Linked DNA regions of Mus musculus: region 1 is linked to region 2. Evidence: chromatin contacts called from public Hi-C data. All regions are on one chromosome and are shown on one strand. Each heading gives the region's core, a stretch centred on a gene start, on an enhancer-like site or on the middle of the called end of the contact. The rest is flanking DNA. Distances are from core to core; before and after follow the strand shown.

The links. Hi-C and Micro-C count contacts between places; a contact is called where the count stands out from the background.
Region 1: a contact with region 2 is called in a Hi-C map of liver, with 5 times the contacts expected there. The contact joins two enhancer-like sites. A contact is called at or near these places in 1 of 484 Hi-C or Micro-C datasets (liver) and 1 of 115 datasets of contacts at active chromatin or transcription factors (pancreatic cancer cells).

The regions. Positions count from the first base shown.
Region 1 is chr7:98,353,834-98,356,533 of GRCm38.p6, reverse strand. All of the region lies in intron 1 of Tsku (tsukushi, small leucine rich proteoglycan), which reads left to right. Among named protein-coding and RNA genes, the nearest start is that of Tsku, 6.1 kb to the left of the region's middle. Within about 2 kb of position 1,428, at least 55 of the 459 cell types and tissues checked have an H3K27ac peak or open chromatin away from gene starts, as enhancers often do. A contact at or near this core is called in liver, where this site is marked.
Region 2 is chr7:97,423,705-97,426,404 of GRCm38.p6, reverse strand. No RefSeq gene overlaps it. Among named protein-coding and RNA genes, the nearest start is that of Gm32945, 6.4 kb to the right of the region's middle. Within about 2 kb of position 1,389, at least 67 of the 459 cell types and tissues checked have an H3K27ac peak or open chromatin away from gene starts, as enhancers often do. A contact at or near this core is called in liver, where this site is marked.

The DNA of each region.
Region 1 (2,700 bases), core at 179-2,678, 930 kb before region 2:
CCAGTCCCTAAGGGGATTCAGAGAAGGAAGGGAGAAGGGCATCTCCAACTTCCAGAGGCCTCTTGTATGGGAGCAGTTGATCTCTGTGGCTTTACAACGATCCCCTAGGGCAGTGATGTGGCCAACTCTGTCTCCTGGCAGGTTCGGGATATGATGAGAGAGCCGCTTGGAGCTGCCAGGCTCGTAGCATTTATACCTACCGTTCATGCTTGACCTCACGGGACAGCAGCCTACTGTCTTTAGGGTCACTGTGGAGATGACATCGTGGGCCCTAAATAGTTCATGTCTGGCCTCACAGGACCTGCTGTCTACCAGCTGTGTGAAGTATCTTGCCTTGTGTTCTGTTGGTCCTCCGGATGTCTTTCATCTGCAGGTCAGGCTTTGTAGAAAAGATCTCTTGACCTAGAGATCGCTCTTCTCCCCAGACATCCTTGATGGATGCCTGTCTGCGCTGCCTGCCTGCCTCTGCCCTTTCTCCCTGGGGCAGAGGGTCCCTGAATGGAGGCTGAGCAACATTAATACTGCTGCACAGATGAGGAACTCAAACTCCTGGACATAAAACTGTGAAGAGTCACAAGAACTCCTGCGTCCAAGATGTTAGTGTTGTTGCTATGGGTGAGAGGGGGCCCTAACAATCTCTCCCACTCACACCCAGCGAGGCTTAGCCACATGCTTTGTGCTTAGCGTTTTTGTTCAGCTTTAAAAGTCTGTAACTCTGGGGTTGGCACTAAACCCTGTATTTGTGAAGATGGGAAGCAGAGGCTTGCAGAAGGGTGGGACTTGACTGGTGGTCACAACAGTCCAGGGCAGAACAGAGACAGAGACCAATGGCTTCTGACTCTCCCCTGGGACTTGTCCCAACACAGAGTTGCCCTGTTGCTTTCTTGTCAGCGTCCTGGAGTGTAGTGAAGCACGATGGGGTCCCTCTGTCTGACATCTACCCTACAGAGACAGAGTAGCCCATGCTGTATATCTGTCAGTGTCCTGGCTACATTGGGCATGTCCCCCATAGGGGGACATGTCTAGTCCTTACAGCAGCTCTTTGAAGGACTGTCTTCCCCTTTTCATTTCCTCTCTAGTATCTCCAAAATATTAGCAAGTGGCTCTTCAGATCCTTTAATGGGAGATGGGAGGGTTGGTCTCATTGGGCAAACTTGAGGTCTACAGGACAGGGGCTTGTCTCTTCCTGTTTCCCACTAGAGTTCCCCAGGGCCTAAGCAAGGGCCCTGGGAGATGTTCATGGCACAGCAGAGCAAGGTTCTGGCCTAGAGCATGTATCACCCAGGCTGCCTAGGTGGGTCTCCACCTGCAGTCCTGTCTCCTTTATCTCGTGGCAAGGACCGCTGCTATGTTCCAGATTCTCCAGGGAAGGCTGTGCACAGCTCTTCACAGATGAGGGTGCAGGGGTTTGTTGGCTTGTGTGAGGATGGCAGGATAGACTTTGCCTCCCTGTGCAGAGTCCAGGGCCAGGGCCCAGAGGAGAGCAACATCTGGGCTGTATTTGCCCCGCTGGTTACATAAACTAGAGCTCAGGAGAAGCCTCTTGGCATTTTGTGAGCCATTGTATAATCACCTCTGAGAGCCAAAGGGTGATTTGGGGGCCCCTTGCGGTGTTTATTTAAACCCCAGGCAGGGTGGGTTGGAGCAGATCAGCCTAGCTAGAGGGCGGGGTAGGGGTGGGAGTAATGATCTCTGGGAGAGTTCCCTGGGGAACAAAGGGGGCCTGGAGCAACTTAATATTTTCCTCTTGGTGCAAACATTGGAACACTCTGTCCTGCCTTGGCTGGGACTAAGCCCAGGATGCACCTGGGCCGGGTTTAATCCTCGAATTGGTCTCTACAAAAGAAAGGGGTGGGCAAGAAGGGCCCCAGGGTTGGGTAGGGGAGGCGAGACCAGGACGGAGCCAGAGTGCAGATCAAGTGGCTGCCCCTTTAAAGTTTCATGCAGGGCCGGTAATGCTACCCAGCTGCTCCCCAACCCCCAGCCTAGAAGGTGGGCAGGTCCTCACCCCTCTCACTTCACCCCTATTTCTTTCTCTGGAGGCCCGTGGAAGGGAGACAGGCAGGAGGACAGGCCACCCAGATGAAGAGCCTTCTGTCTCCTGAGTGGCTACCTAGCAGGGGAGGGGGCCACTTAGAGGTTCTCAGTTTATAACCCTCTGGTTCTCATGCTAATACCACCCAGCACGTGATTGCAAACCTTGAGTGTGCCTATACGGACCCATGTGACCCTTAGATATGACAGCATGCATAGCGTCAGACATAAGTAGCGGCTTATGTTGTAATTTCACAGAAGGAACTGAGGGGAAGGGGTGAGTGGCTTGGGTCGCAGCAAAGCCCCTTCTGGATTCTGCCTACTTCCCAGCAGCCCTCTGGGGGCAGGCGACAGAGATAGAAGCACTGAGCAGGCCTCCGTCTAATTCTGCCCTGTTTTGTGCTAGTTTTGGTGGCGAGGCACTTGTTCTCTCTGGGCCTCCGTTTCTTTTCCTGTACAATGGGGTAACAAGCCAGCCACCTTTCACAGTTAAAAGAGGGAGAGCAGAGAGGCGATCTGGCTATGTTAGTGGGAAGTAAGGCATGGGTAAGAAAACAGAGGCTTAGTTAGGATGGTGGATGTCTCACAAGCATCTTTGGGAGTCTGGACACTGGATCTCAAGTAGAAAGGAAGATGTTACTTACTGCATTGAGAACCAGCTAAGGT
Region 2 (2,700 bases), core at 140-2,639:
GTGTGTGTGTGCATGTGTGTGTTCACATGTACACCCACATACCTTTGTACATGTGTCCTTAATATAATATCTATTATCAGAGAATGGCTAAACCAATGATGTCTCCTATTATGAATAATATTCATGCATTAAATGGAATTGAGGTGTCGACAGAAACACGGAGTAGATTATTGATAACCAAGACTTGTGAGAGGGAAGGATGGGAGATTATTGCTTAATCCACCCAGAAGAGAGTTAGTTTGCTTTACTGAGGAAGGGAGTTCTCCATGTAGCCCAAGGTCCCTGAAAGTTCCTGTCCCCTGCTCTGCCTCATCAGTGCTGTGGTTGTAGGCATGGGCCCCGAGGCCCAGCTTAGGCCCAACTTCTCCTCAGGGATCACTGTATGTATGATATTTAGATGCAGCCAACACACACACACACACACACACACACACACACACACACACACACGTTTATATACACACATGCATACTGTCACCAAATTACAACTTAGCATGCACACTTATACAAAAGATGTTCAAGATTAAGTGAAAATGGAAACTGAGATGAAGACACACGGAATAAATTACGGAAGTGTGTGAGTGAGTGTGTGTGTTTGTGTGTGTGTTTGTGTGTGTGTGTGTGTGTGTGTGTGTGTGTGTGTGCATGAGTGCACAAAGAGGAATCAGATCGCTTTCTTAGCATTGTCAATGGAAGTAGGATTGGCTGAGCAGGCAAGGGAGAAACTCTTGGTCCTTTTATAGTACTAAAAAGAAGAATTGGATTATAAATGATTCTGATTTTTTAAAAATTTATTCATTTAGTGGTGTGTGTGTGTGTGTGTGTGTGTGTGCGCGCGCGCGCGTGCGCGTGTGCGTGTGTTCCTATGAAAAAGATTAAACATGCCAAAACCCACCATCCTTGTCTTTAACAATCTCAGAATCAACTGCGAATTTATATTGGGACAGCATCTCAAAATACTTAGTGTAGAACCACAGTGGAGGGACAACTTCGGGGTGTCAGGAGAGGGGATCCCTGGAAGGGGTGGCATTTCAGCTTTAAATGCCAAAAGGTGGTCACCAGTTGGAGAGGCACAGTTCCCAGAATGAGGCCAGCTTTTCAGATGTCAGCCAGATTCCAGACCCCACAGAATATGGGAAGGTGGTTTCCTTAAAGGTTCTCCTGGTGTTAGGTGAGGGGACAGCTTCTACTCCCTGGTTACATAGGGCAAGCCAGGAGAGCTTTGAAAAATTCTCTCAGGGAGTTCAGTTTTCCCTCTGAGGTCAGGAGATGGATTTTAGCCGTTTTCCTTCCTACTGCCTCTTGTCTTACGGGTGGTGTGTCTTGGAGGCATAGTCTCCGCGGAGCCCCACAGAGCTGTCCGGCAGCGCCCTCTGCTGGCAGAAATCAGAGCGGCCGGCTCTCTCCTTGCAGTGTCCTCCCGGGACACAGGCGTTTGGTCCAGATTAGTTTAAACAGTAGGCCTGGCCATATGTAAGTTTTCATTTACTGAATATTTATATACTCGGAGATAATGTAAAGCTAGAAGAAATCAGAAAAATTATAATAGATCTTTTGTACTATGCCATACTATGCCATGTATATAGCTCATGGTATGGTATATATATATGTGTGTGTGTGTCTGTGTGTGTCTGTGTGTGTCTGTGTGTGTCTGTGTGTGTAGATAGATGATAGATAGATAGATAAAGAGAGAGGGGGAGAGAGAGAATATGTAGTATAGTATTGTGTCTGTGCCTATGTATGTGTGGATACGTACATTATATGGAGGGAAGGAAAAGAGAAAAGGAGAGAGGAAGAAAGGAAGCAGCTGATTCTTCCTTAACATTCTGAATTTAAGATTATTCCCGGCCTGGAGAGATGGCTCAGCGGTTAAGAGCACTGACTGCTCTTCCAGAGGTCTTGAGTTCAAATCCCAGCAACCACATGGTGGCTCAAAACCCATCTGTAATGAGATCTAATGCCCTCTCCTGGTGTGTCTGAAGACAGTATATTCACATATATAAAATCTTTAATAAAAAAAAAAAGATTATCCCCAACTTCTTCTGTATTGCTAATTCCACCAAGTGATTAATCCTTCCGGAAACTTCTCCAAACTGCAAAGCTAAGGTAAGCACTTTTTATCTCCATCTGCCTGTGCCTTTGTGTTCAACCATTTCTACTGAAACAGCACATTTGTTAGTGTGCTGTCTGTCTGTCCTTCCCTGGTGGCCTCTGCCTCTGGGCTTCCAGGGGTCCCAACCATGAGTGGTTTTGGAAAGATGGGAGGATTTTTCTCCTACCAGCTGCCATCAGTGAACAAGCAGATGACTATGAGTCTAAAAACACATCTCATGTGCACACAAGCAGACCTCATACACACACACACACACACATACACACACACACACACACACGTGCACATACACGTTTGTGGGCACATGTCCCTCCACTTAGGCCAGGACTTGACACCGGGGTGAGGTCAGGTTAGTTCACTGCTAGCAGAAAATGAGGTCAGGACGGCCAGTGAGGCCAGAACAAGGTTTTGGACTTTACTCAGCAGGTGGTTCTCTGGACAGACTTTGTGACATCTCCTCATTCTCTGGAGGTGACCTAGGGCTAATGTAAAATGACCCACACAGCCTTCCTCGTCCTGTTCCACCAAAGCCAACTTCTGCCCTCCCTTATTTGCTGGACTTCAACTCAAAGCTTCAATTAAGTAAA